Regions from separate parts of the Mus musculus genome. Here all the other regions are linked to region 2. A link is a contact called in public HiChIP or PLAC-seq and promoter capture Hi-C data. All regions are on one chromosome and are shown on one strand. The core of a region is the stretch at or near the end of the contact, and the rest is flanking DNA. Distances in the headings are between cores, read along the strand shown.

Region 1 (4,420 bases), core at 1,159-3,658, 470 kb after region 2:
CCAGCTTGCCACAAGATTGTGAAGATTTCAGCACATCACCTGGCACTTGCAATCCAATATGTAATCACTGTTTCAGAAAAAGAGCAAACAGGAAGATGTTAAATAGGCACTTCATTTCTTTGTCCTCAGTTTTAAACCTAACAGAAACTTTATAAAAATGGATTTTCCCCATATGGACTACAGAGAGAGAGAGAGAGAGAGACAGAGACAGAGACAGAGACAAAGACAGAGACAGAGACAGAGACAGAGACAGACAGAGAGAGAGAGAGAGAGAAAGAGAGAGAAAGAAAGAGAAAACAAGCCAAGGAGCCAAGGGAAGGAGCATTTGAAGTGGGTCACCTTCTGTCCTGACCTAACCAAGCCAGGTATTGGCTTAGGAGAGTAAGTACTCATCACGTACCTCTCTGCAGAGCATGGTGCTGCATGGCTGTAACACCACCATGAGAGGCACAAAGGTAGGAGGGCCAGGCTGTGGCTTTGAGGACAGCCTGGGGCACAATATTATCTCAGTCAATACAAAACAACATCTCACTGGATGTGGTGGCCCATGTTTTAATCCTAGCATTTGGGAGGTGAGTAGGAAAACCAGGAGTTCAGGGCCAGTCTCAGCCACATAATGAATTATTATAAGGTAACCAGGGCTGTGGAAGACTCTCAAACAACAGCCCATAAATAACTCTTCCCCTATTACTAAATCTAAAGGTTCTGTTTTTAAGCATCAAACCTTGAGAAGCACAGAGAGCAGAGATCAACAGCTCTGCCATCATGAGGAGAAGGAATTTCCAGAAACACAAAAGCACTGGGGCCCAGGGCCAAAGTGTCACCCTCCTGCTTGTCCACTGGTGAGCACAGAGTCCTTACCTCGAAAACAACTTCTTACAAATATTTACAAATGCTTTTGGAACTCTGAAAGTGCATTTCTTCTAAATTTGTCCAGGGTGAGTATCCTGGAGATTTGTAATTATTTGTCACCTTGAGGGAATGTGAAATTTCTACTCTGGTTGCAAGTCTCACCATTCTAGTAAGACCCCAATCTAATGTAGAAACAAAGAGAGAACCTACCCTCTGTGTAAAGAAAAGAGAAACAGAGGAAGACTGGAAATGAGTCTTGGACACAGGACAGATGGTGTGATGGTTTGTATATTCTTGGAGCAGGGAGTGGCACCGTCTGGAGGTGTGGCCTGGTTGGAGTAGGTGTGTCACTGTGGGTGTGGACTTAAGACTCTCACCCCAGTTGCCAGGAAGTCAGTCTTCCACTAGCAGCCTTTGGATGAAAACATAGAACTCTCAGCTCTGCCTGTGCCATGCCTGCCTGGATACTGCCATGCTCCCACCTTGATGATAATGGACTAAACCTCTGAACCTGTAAGCCAGCCCCAATTAAATGTTGTTTTTTATAAGACTTGCCTTGGTCGTGGTGTCTATTCACAGCAGTAAAACCCTAACTAAGACAGATGGGTTCCCAAACTACTCCTGAGCCAAGGATGAAGGCTCACACCTATAATCCCAGTATTCAAGAAGCTGAGGCAGGAGGATTACTCCAAATTTGATCAAGGTCATTTTAGGTTAGAGAGAGAGAAACCCTGTCTCAAGAAATCAAAATCAAAACTAAAAACAGCTCCTGGTTAACAAGCTGGCTACTCTCATGTTGTCAGTAATAGAAACAGCAAAGAAGGCAGAGTTAGAAGAAGATGGACCAATGTCAGACTTGTCCCAAGATTTCGTGAGAAATCTGTTTCACTGGGTACTGGGATGGGCCACAGAGCAACTTGCCAGTAGAGATTAACACAGCCAGGGCAGACTTTGAGCTGACTCCAATTCTGTGGCTCTCATGCTGCATGGGTCTTAAGGTGTGGGGGAATCACATGGAGATTTTGTAAACTGCCTGGGCCAGTCCAGTTGTCCTCTGCCTTTCCCACAAGCTCCCAGGCCACTCAGATGTTGGCATAGTCTTGCATCATAAGAGTGGGGTCATTAAGAACTCTATACTCTCTCTCAGTCACTCAGCCAGTAACAAACCAACAGAGACCCTCAGAGTCCCAAGGAAAGGCTTTCTAAGAGAAAACTTCCCTGAAAACAGTTTTCTCCCTGAAAAATTGTACAAATTTAAACCTGATATTCGCCAAGGAAGCTATTGTCATTTCTGGGAAAGGCTCATCTGCAACCCAAAGCAGCTGACAACAGGTGATAATGCTGGCCTTATCAAACCCAAGGCAGATAGATGCTCTGCACAGAAAAGAAAATGTCCAGACCTCCCCTCAAAGGCAGCAGGTGTCCCAAGACTGCACACTCACCTTCCAGGTGCCCAGGCCCACAAGGGGCATCTTGGCTTTGGTACTGAGTTCCACGAAGGTGGCCATGGTTGCTGCAGAGAGTTCTCTGAGTGAGCAGATGAAATGCCTGCTTTCTCTACAAGGAGGCTGGTGACATTTTTATGTCCTGGATAAAGGAGGCGGGCTCTTACCACATTGGCAAGCAGCCACAGCCAAGGGTTGGGGCATGAGAACAGGAACTTCATGTCAATCTTGTGCCACACTGATCATCGTAAACAAAGATTAAAGTCAGCACAGTGCAAAGGCTATCTGGGCAGAATGCATGCTTTATTGGGTATGCGGATCAGAGGTTTGTGAACCTAAGTGACATGGTTGAAAGGTCATCCAAGATGAACTGGTAAGTTTATTTGGGAAGGGTCATTGCCCTGGGAGTGGATATAACGCTAGTGAACTGCGTGGGTGCTCATGCAGTTTGAGGCAAATAAAAATGTCGAGGAAAAATGAGACATCTTTTACAGTAACTACTTTGAAATAACTGTCCTTGGCCACAAAACTAAGGGATGTCTGTTACAGAGGAAACTGGCAGGTGACCTTGTGGAAAGATTTTTTTTTTTTTTAAATGTAGGTCATGGACACCTTTCTAGAAATGCCTGTATCTGTGCGTTTTCTGTCAGATTGCAAGGCAAGAAGATTCCCTGAGGATGAAAATGACCTGCTAGCCACTGGGACAGGTTCTTTCCTAATGAAATTCTCTTTCTCCTTCCTTTGTTTTTCCTTTCTTCCTCGTTGCCTACTTTTCTTCTTCTTCTTCCTTTTCTTTTCTTTCAGATTTAGGGATTTGACCAATTGTGTTTTATAACGACATTAAAAAAAAAAAAAAACTGTGCCTGATTTGAAAACAATCTTTTGTGACTATGAAATGTCATGTACTCAACTGTGAAACGCAAGGATGGTTTATAAGGGTGAGAACCTGAAGCAGAATATCCCCATCACCTAAACTGCCATTCGCAGTGCTGTTTTCTTCTGTCTTTGCATATGTGTTTTATTAATAATGTCTCTGAGTATATATGTCTTAGTTCTTACATACTATACATATATTTTTGGAAGCTAACTTCATAAAACAAACTTTCTAAACATCTACAACAAGTCACTTTGACTTCATGTTTTGGTTTTGTTTCTTACTTTTGCATGTGCCCATGCACGCGTGTGCAGCCCTGTGGAGGCCATCCCAGGACATCAGATCCCCTGGAGGCTATAGGTGGTTGTGAGCCACTGGGTGTGGGAATTGAACATGGGTCCTCGGTTAGAGCAGCATGTTCTTTTAACCGCTAAGCCTTCTTTCCAGCCCTAAAACACCATTTTAAAATTACTTTTACCACATACATTTTAATGGTTGCAAAAGATTTTATTTTGTCAACATTTATTTGGTCATTTCCACTATTCTTAAATATTTAGTTTGTTTTCGATTGGTTTATAATAGGAATGAGTAATATCCCTAAGTGTACCATTGTAGGTATTTCATAGAAGTTCCATATCCCAGGACACTGACAATTACTGCCCCAGTATGTGCAGAGGGTTCCCTCTGTATTTCTTGAGTCTTCGCACATGGGATAGTCTACATGTGCTGTAGAATCTAGCTGAAAGAAGAGCACCAGCTAGCCACCACGTAGTTAGAATTGTAAAACAATGTCATGTACTGGCATACACTTGTCACAGTCAGGTAAATTGGACTCAGGGAGTAGGCTCTGTGGCTAGAGACTGGATAGTCATATGGACATCTCTGAAGCCTACACACAGGGCTCACCCCATCAAAGACCAGATAACTAGGCAAGAAAGCTAAAGATCAGGTAGAAATCATAGCCAAGCTCCATCTCACACTGTGACGTCTCTACATGTTCCCCTCTCTGAAATCCCACTGACACATGGAAAGAGAAGATCCTAAATGCATATATTTCAATCCAGAAATAAATGGGAGTAAAATGAAATACAGAAGGAGACAGGGTCAGGAAGTGAACTAGGTTGAAGCTTTATCAGTACTAAAGATCCTGCAGACTACTTTGCCATGGCTGACTAGAACATCGAGATTGTAGGTAGAGGAAATGCTAGACAACACAGAGCCCCGTTTACAGTCTTCTTATCTACTCTGA
Region 2 (3,968 bases), core at 441-2,940:
GCAGGCTGCATGGCAAGTGGCTTTCCCCGCTGCGCCATCTCCTGCTCACGTGTTTACCCACGTCCACACTGACATGAAGGGGTCAGTCCGTTCTCTGCCGTGTCTCCACTCCGACTGACACACAGCCTCATCGTCTGCCTCACCCAGCTTTGTGGGCCTGGGTTCCGCCTGAGTCAGGAGCCCGTGATTTAATTTCCTCTGGTTTTCCTGTCTTATGGCGTGCTCTTTCTTCCAGCATGTTCCCCACAACTTGCTGAACCAGTGGTTTTAAGGCTCAGAGACAGAAAGAACATTCCAGAGCTTGTTCCTCCCCAACCCCTCCCAGGAAGAATGCATCCTTCAAAGCGCCTCTTTGGAACCCCTGAGGGCCTTAGTAGGGCTCTGTCCTTTGCTGTCCTTGAGTGAAGGTGTTGTGGGGCACAACCAAGAAGGCAGGTCACACTGCAAACCTTGAGTCACTCTTCTGGGGGCTGAGAACCTCGCCTGGCAGGTGCAAGTCTGCATTTCCCTCCCTGTGCCCTGGGGCCCTGTCTCTGCTGAGCCCCAAACCCATGCCCAGGAGCTCGGTGTGGGGTCTGGAAGTACAGTCACGATTACAGTGCCTGCTGACTAAATGAAGCTGACGGACACTTGTTACTATAGCCAATAAATTTATCTGCCAATTTAAAAATAATAAAACCCATGTGGACTCCAGCACAGGCAAGTCTCCTAGCTTGGTCTTTCCCTCCTGCTGCTGGGGTCTTTGCTGACAACAGGCTCTGTATGCAGCCACACAGGTCTTTAGCCTTATTTGCTGGGTGGCCATGGAGAAGTTTTAAGAGATGTGCAGGGTCGGGAGAGTTATTAAGAATCAAAGGAATCCAAGAATGGAAGGATGCCCTCTCACCCAGCATTAGGCTTGCTTGGCTCACATCAGATGAGGTAGAGGGCCCGCCCTATTTACAGTCAATGAATGCTACTTTCTTGACAGCTAGGGGCTGCCCTCCCAGAAAGGTGGCAGCCTGGCCTGGTTCAAGAGCAGCTAAAATGACTCTAGGGGTCATCTGTGGGATTGGAAGCCATTGGTTTATCCCATTAAGAGTTGGGGCCTTTAATTTCCTGGTCCGAGCTATCAGTTTAGGATTGAGGATTAGCATTAGGGAAAGGCTATGGAGAAACCGTGCTCAATAGGGGAGCTGTGGGTGCCCCAGTCCAGAGTGCGGTGTTGACCTGCTGTTGTAAATCGAACTTGGTCACTCTTGATTTCTCCGTTTGGGGGCAGACAGAATCAGATCTGAGGTTTCCTTTGCTCCAGCGCTCCAGAGAAGAACCTCCCCTGTGAGGGCCTCCTACTGTGTTTTTTTCAGTCGTCTTCCTTGGCTTTTTCCCCAACCACCCAGGTTGCCTTAAAATCATGCATGCGTTTAGCTGAAAGATTCCGGACACCTGGGAGCTAGCTTGGCGCCTCCTCCACTTCTGCAGAGGGAACCTTTCTTTGCTTCCCCTAGTTACTGACTCTGGCCGCTAAGAACCAACGGCTGCGCCTCCGTCACAACAGCTGACAGAAACAGGAGCCTGCGGATGTGACCCGCGGTCTGCAGGGGGCACCCGGGGCCCTAGCGGCCAGCCAGCGCCCGGGTCCGGAGCGCGCACGCCGGGAGCGCGCAGGAGCCGGAAGGGGCGGGCGGTGGGATGCGTGCGCGTCTCGCAGTTCTGAATCCCCGGAACCCACGGGAAGGACCGCAGCGCTGCCCTCCCCTCTTGCCCACGGTTCCATCCTGTCCCCAGGCCCCCGGCTCTGCGCCCTCTGCGGTAGGGAGGGAGTGGCGCGGCCAGCTCCGCGCTAGTGCAGCGACGTCCCGCGTGTGCCTTCTGGGTGAGATTTTCCAGGGACCCAACGGGCCCGACCCGATCAGCGCTGAGCTCCAGAAACCTTGCGGCGGGCAGGACCTGGCTGCTGGCTCGATGGTCGATATCCAGCTTTCTACGACTTTGTGCACGCTAATTCTTAACCACGTCTGTTTCTCGTCTATAAAATGGACATGATACACATGTACTGCCGGGTCTGACTCATTTCTGTACACTGTCACTCACTGGATGGTATTCCTCTTAATCGACTTCTGTTCTGTGGCTGGACAAGTTGTTTGGTTTAAATGAAGTTATAAACAGTCATTCTGGATGAGCCAAAATTGTCTACTGGTGTATGTTGGGGGCAGGGGGAGCACTGCCCATTGAAATGTGTGAATTAGAAAGCCTGGGGGATTTAGTAATTGATATGTTTTGTAAAATGTGGTATGGGAGGGAGGGAGGGGGTGCCTTAAGCGGGCCCAAGCTGAACCCCCTCCTACTCCCAGGTATCAGCCATATGATGGGTCTAGTATAAAAAGAAGTTTATTTGGGGACATGAGAAGGGGGGTTGAGAAGGGAGTAGAGGCAGAGAAAGAGGGGACAGAGAGGGACAGAAAGAGAGAGAGGGACAGAAAGAGAGAAAGGGAACAAAGAAGAGGGAACATGTGGAGAGAGAAGTGGGGAGGGGGGTTCAGAGAGCATGAGAGAGGCCAGATAGTCCTTTTATAGCAAGCCAGGTTTGTACCTGGCTGTTGCTAGGTAGTTGAGTGGAGCCTAGAAGGAACGTTAGCATGCTAACAGTAACCAAATCACAGTAGAGGTGAGAAGTTTGTGACATAGATGGAGATGGACGATTGGGCCAGAATCCCCTTTCTTCCTTCCTTTGGGCTGTAGAAATGACAGGAAAGCATTTCTTGTTGCTGCAACTGCCTGTGTGGGGCACAGAGCAGGGGAGGGGCTACAGATATCTGTCTGCAGGCCCCATGTCCTATCTGCTGCTAGTCCTCCATGTGACACAGTGTACATGGCTTGGCCTTCTGGGCTCTGCTCACCTCTGGGTCACCTCAGGTCTGCCCTACACTGACTAGTAATTACTGCTGGTAAGTTGGAAGAGCGTTGACTTACTAGAATCTACTGACTTGGTTCCTCCTTGTAGGCATTGAAGATCGGCACCCACTGGGGTCAGATGAGCCTGGTGTGACAAGAGAGTGTGAGTTTTGGTCCTGTTCTAGAGAAGCAAGCCATGGAAACCCTAAAATCCAAGACCAAAACGAGGGTCCTCCCCTCTTGGATGACAGCCCCTGTGGATGAGAGAAAGGTTGTATCAGTGAAGACAGCCACAAGGAAGCAGACAGCCGCCTGGGCCCAGAGAGTGGGGGCAGCAACAAGGTAGCTAGCTGGCCTGTCTGTCAGAGTGGGCGGGGCAATGAAATCCGTCCTTCCAGCAGAGCCCATCGCTCTCAGCTTGCCCCTCACAGAGAAGCACCACCACGTGAGTGTGTGCTGGTGAGCTCTGTCCTGCCGTCTAGCTGTTGATGCAGGCAGTGAGCTCTGCCTACAAACCATGCCTACACCCCAGGAACCAGTTGTTCAAAGTGCTTATCTCTTCTTCATTGGTGACAAAAGCAAGATCAATGGATCTGAAGTCTAGTCACCTGAGTGGTGCCTGTCTTTCCTGTACACAGGGCTTTTCAGTCAGTCAGTCAAGAAATCTGACATTGCAGAAGTGACGGGTGAATGCTGGTAGTCAGGGCGGGGAGAGCTTATCAAGTAGGAGGGAGGGAGCAGCCATTCTCTCAGAAACAGGGGCAGGAGGCTTTCAGGGCCACACTTGCTGGCTCTTTCCTGTTCCTTACGTAGTTGTCACAGCCCCAGTCACATTCATGTACAAACTGGGCTCTGGCCTGATGGCCTGTACTGGCTATGTCCTCTGTTTGCTTTTGAGACAGTGTCTCTCTCTGTAGCCTAGGCTAGCCTGGAACTTACTATTTAGGTCAGACTGGCCTGGAACTCACAGAGTTCCACCTGCCTCTGCCTCCCCAGTGCTGGGATTACTGTGTGCCACCACACTCAGCCGTCCACTGTGTGTTTCAAGGAGTAACAGTGGGAAGCCAGCCACTATCCCCACTCCCAGTTCTGTG
Region 3 (4,447 bases), core at 1,431-3,930, 490 kb after region 2:
ATATATGCCTATCTCAGACAATAAATAAATAAATAAATAAATAAATAAATTTCTCACAAAGTCTAGAGATCCTTTATGTAGCTGTCAAATATCGGGACCTCATAAAATTGGGAAGCTTCTGTAAGGCAAAGGACACTGTCAATAGGACAAAATGACAACCAACAGATTGGGAAAAGATCTTTACCAATCCTACACCCAATAAAAGGCTAATATCCAACATATACAAAGAACTCAAGAAGTTAGACTCCAGAGAATCAAATAACCCTATAAAATGGGGTACAGAGCTAAACAAAGAATTCTCAACTGAGGAAACTCGAATGGCTGAGAAGCAGCTAAAGAAATGTTCAATATCCTTAGTCATCAGAGAAATGCAAATAAAACAACCCTGAGATTCCACCTCACACCAGTCAGAATGGCTAAGATCAAAAACTCAAGTGACAGCAGATGCTGGCGAGGATGTGGAGAAAGAGGAACACTCCTCCATTACTAGTGGGATTGCAAGCTGGTACAACCACTCTGGAAATCAGTCTGGTGGTTCCTCAGAAAATTGGACATAGTATTACCTGAGGACCCAGCTATACCACTTTGGGGCATATAGCCAGAAGATGTTCCAACATATAACAAGGACACATGCTCCACTATGTTCATAGCAGCCTTATTTATAATAGCCAGAAGCTGGAAAGAACCCAGATGTCATTCAACAGAGAATGTATACAAAAATGTGGTACATTTACACAATGGAGTACTACTCAGCTATAACAATGACTACATGAAATTCTTAAGCAAATGGATACAACTAGAAAATATCATCCTGAATGAGGTAACCTGATCACAAAAGAACACACATGGTATGCACTCACTGATAAGTGGATATTAACCCAAAAGCTTGGAATACCCAAGATACAATTCACAGACCACATGAAGCTCAAGAAGAAGGAAGACCAAAGTATGGATGCTTCAGTACTTCCTAGAAAGGGGAACAAAATACTCACAGGAGGAAATATGGAGGCAAAATGTGGAGCAGAGACTGAAGGAAAGGCCATCCAGAGACTACCCCACCTAGGAATCCATCCCACATACAGACACCAAATCCAGACACTATTGTGGATGCCAATGTGGATCCTAACAGGAGCCTTATATAGCTGTTTCCTGGGAGGCTCTGCCAGAGCTTGACAAATACAGAGGTGGATGCTTGCAGCCAACCATTGGACTGAGCACAGGGTCCCCAGTGGAGGAGTTCGAGAAAGGAGTGAAGGAGCTGAAGGAGTTTGCAACCCCATAGGAAGAACAACAATATCAACCAACCAGACACCCTAGACCTCCCAGGGACTAAACCACCAACCAAAGAGTACACATGGAGAGACTCATGGCTCCAGCCGCATATGTAGCAGAGGATGGCCTTGTCGGGCATCAATGGAAAGAGAAGCCCTTGGTCCTGTGAAAGCTTGATGCCCCAGTGTAGGGGAATTCGAGGGTGGGGAGGTGGGAGTAGGTGGGTAGGTGAGGGAAGAAGCAGGGGGAGGGGGGATGGGATAGGGGGATTCTGGAGGGGGGACCAGGAAAGGGGATAACATTTGAAATTTAAATAAAAAATAAATCTAATTTTTAAAAGATCATAAAACAGCAACAGCTGCGCCATCACTGGGACAAGGAATTGCTTCCAGCCACTCAGAGGCACTGAGGTCCAGGCTGAAAGCCCCGCCCCCCTGCACGCGCACTGCTGGCAGCACGGGCTACTCATCCTGAGCCCAACTCCTTTACAGTCTGCGTCTGCTGTTGAAATTCTGAAAGTTCATCTCTGTGAAGTTTTCCATGTGAGTTGATTCCCTGGAGATCTGCAAGTGATTAGTTATTGTTTTGATGGATGTGTAATTTCTGGCTTGGTCCAAAACCGTTTCACTAAGCATTGAGATGAGCCTCGGAGAAACTTGCCAGGTGAGTTGAACACAGCCAGGGTGGGACCTGAGCTGACTCTCGCTCAGTCTCTCTGCCACCCTGATCCTGCTCGGGCTTTAACATGTGGGAACTAGTGGGGTCTTTGGAAAGTGAACGTGCCTGGGCTGGGGTCTGAGACTGGGCTTTCACAGGCTCCCAGACTACTCTGAAGTAGGTAATGGGGTCCTTCAGCATGGGTAGCAAGGGCAGCTGGGTCATTTGGAGCTCAGCGTTCTCGTTCTAAATAATTCAACCAGAAATAAATACACAGCCAAAACTTGTAAACTGTGAAGTAATTCTGAGGAAAAGCTTGCGACGAGAATAACTGCCTGGAGATGATGGTTTGCTGTACTTTGTAAAAATCCAGGAACAGCTGGGATCCCGACACTTGTTAGGGAAGTTAGACGCCAGCTCTGAGGCCTGAAGCAGCACAAAAACTGAAAGCAACTTGGGTCAAGGCTGTAGAGTTCCAGCCTTACCCGACCCCAACCCCCACCCGGCAGGCAAATGCTATGCAAAGAGGAAGACGTGCCAAGACCTGTCCCCACTTGAAAAAAGCAGCTGCCCAAAAACTGCGCACTCACCTTCCAGGTGCCCAGGCCCACAATGGGCATCTTGGCTCCGGTAAGGAGCGTCACGAAGGCGGCCATGGTTGCTGCAGAAACGGTTCAAAGGGAACAGACGGGAGCCTTTGCCTAAATTAGGAGTCTGGCAACTGGTTCCGTGTCCTTGAGGAGACAGGCTCTTCTTCCTACTGGCTAGCAGCCACAGCCTGGGGGCGGGCACTGGCACAGGAAGTGCATTTCGGTTTTTCGTAGGGTTGACCAGCAGTAAACACTGCAGAATACTAAGTTTCCCTGCTGCAGAGTGCAAGGCTCCCGCAGCAGTGCCCGCACAGGTGTGTGGACAAAAATAACAGGCAGTGAAAGATGAATGCATAAGTTTATTTAAGGAAGGTCATTGCTTCGAGAGTGCACATACTCTAGGGGTCCAACAAGTTTTCAGCTAGGGAAAAAAAATTCAAGGCAAACAAGGAGGCATATAGCAATCATTCTGATATCGATTAGTACTGATAACCCACTACTGTCAGACTAGCCACATCAATTATTTCTGAAACCACTATTTCACTAGCTACAATATTGATAACAAGAGATATCGGTGGGAAATCAATTGACGGATGTCCTTGCAGAATTTTTTTTCAATTTTTATTATTTATTTACATTCCCGTCCCCCCTTTTGTCCCCCCTCCCAAAATTTTTCATCCCATTCCTCCTCCCCCTTGCCTCCGAGAGGGTGCCCCCGCAGACCTCCCCCTCCCCTGGGGCTTCAAGCCTCTCAAGGATTAGGCACATCTTCTCCAACTGAGGCCAGACCAAGCAGACCTCTGCTGTATTTTTGCCAGGGGCCTCCGACCAACCCGTGTATGCTCCTAGTTGGTGGCTCAGTCTCTGGGAGCTCCCTGGAATCCGGATAAACTGAGACTGCTGGTCTTCCTATGGGGTCACTCTTCCCTTCAGCTTCTTCAGTCCTTCCCCTAACTCAACCATAGGGGTCCCAGACCTCAGTCCAACGGTTGGGTGTATCCGCCTCTGTCTCTGTCAGCTGCTGGTAGGGCCTCTCAGAGGACAGTCATACAGGCTCCTGTCTGTAAGGACAACACAGCATCAGCAATAGTATCAGACCTTAGCGCCCTCCCATGAGATGGATCCCAAGTTGGGCCAGTCACTCTTTTTAATGTATGAATTTGAAAAGCAGTAATGTGAGGCTGGACCAAAGAAGAAAGAATCATAATCTCAACTTCCTTAACACAAAAGTAAACACAGAGTAACATTATGTGCGGTTATAGTAGCCTCTGTGTCAGGCGTGGCTGTGTGAGTGTGTAATTTCATCTGTGTTCACACAATTGCTGTAAGATCATGGGAGTAAATTGGTCTAGAAGTAGAGATTACCTATTAGTCATTTCGACATGATCTTTTACTACTAAAATTCTCCTTCTCCTCCTCCCTCCTCACCCCTCCCCCTTGCTCCCCACCCTCCTGTTCTTCCCTCATTCCTACTTCCCCCTCCCCTCCTCCTCCTCCTCCTCCTCCCCCCTCACCTGCTTCCCTCCTCCCCTCCCTTCTTTTCTTTCTTTTTGTTTTCAAAGATTTATTTATTTATTTTATGTATGTGAGTACACTGTACCTGTACAGATGGTTGTGAGCCTTCATGTAGTTGTTTGGAATTTAATTTTTGGGACCTCTACTTGCTCTGGTCAATTCTGCTCTCTCTGGTCAGCCCTGCTCGCTCTGGCCCAAAGATTTATTTATTATTATACATAAGTACACTGTAGCTGTCTTCAGAAATACCAGAAGAGGGTGTCAGATCTCATTACAGGTGGTTGCTGGGATTTGAACTCAGGACCTTTGGGAGAGCAGTCAGTGCTCTTACCCACTGAGCCATCTTTCCAGCCTCTTTTCTTTCAATAATAAAAAAGTTTCTTCATTCTTCTTTGCTTTTCTTTCAGATTTAA

The links. HiChIP or PLAC-seq counts read pairs in DNA pulled down with a chosen protein or histone mark. Capture Hi-C pulls out chosen DNA fragments and counts their contacts.
Region 1: a contact with region 2 is called in an HNF4G HiChIP or PLAC-seq map of pancreatic cancer cells. The contact joins the promoter of Akr1b7 here to the promoter of Cyren in region 2. A contact is called at or near these places in 7 of 39 promoter capture datasets (the 3T3-L1 cell line, cranial neural crest, embryonic stem cells and 3 more), 4 of 115 datasets of contacts at active chromatin or transcription factors (bone marrow-derived macrophages, embryonic stem cells, pancreatic cancer cells and 1 more) and 1 of 9 other capture datasets (adipose tissue).
Region 3: a contact with region 2 is called in a promoter capture Hi-C map of liver. The contact joins the promoter of Akr1b10 here to the promoter of Cyren in region 2. A contact is called at or near these places in 10 of 39 promoter capture datasets (the C10 cell line, the HPC-7 cell line, embryonic stem cells and 4 more), 12 of 115 datasets of contacts at active chromatin or transcription factors (the 230-238 cell line, bone marrow-derived dendritic cells, bone marrow-derived macrophages and 8 more) and 3 of 9 other capture datasets (embryonic stem cells, liver and pancreatic islet).

The regions. Positions count from the first base shown.
Region 1 is chr6:34,410,350-34,414,769 of GRCm38.p6, reverse strand. It overlaps Akr1b7 (aldo-keto reductase family 1, member B7), which reads right to left and starts at 2,408. Exons shown (of 10, transcript NM_009731.2): 1 at 2,295-2,408. The coding sequence starts at 2,360.
Region 2 is chr6:34,875,787-34,879,754 of GRCm38.p6, reverse strand. Cyren (cell cycle regulator of NHEJ) reads left to right here and starts at 1,690. Exons shown (of 4, transcript NM_001135611.1): 1 at 1,690-1,855; 2 at 2,984-3,216. The coding sequence starts at 3,071.
Region 3 is chr6:34,382,480-34,386,926 of GRCm38.p6, reverse strand. Akr1b10 (aldo-keto reductase family 1, member B10 (aldose reductase)) reads right to left here and starts at 2,680. Exons shown (of 10, transcript NM_172398.3): 1 at 2,520-2,680. The coding sequence starts at 2,585.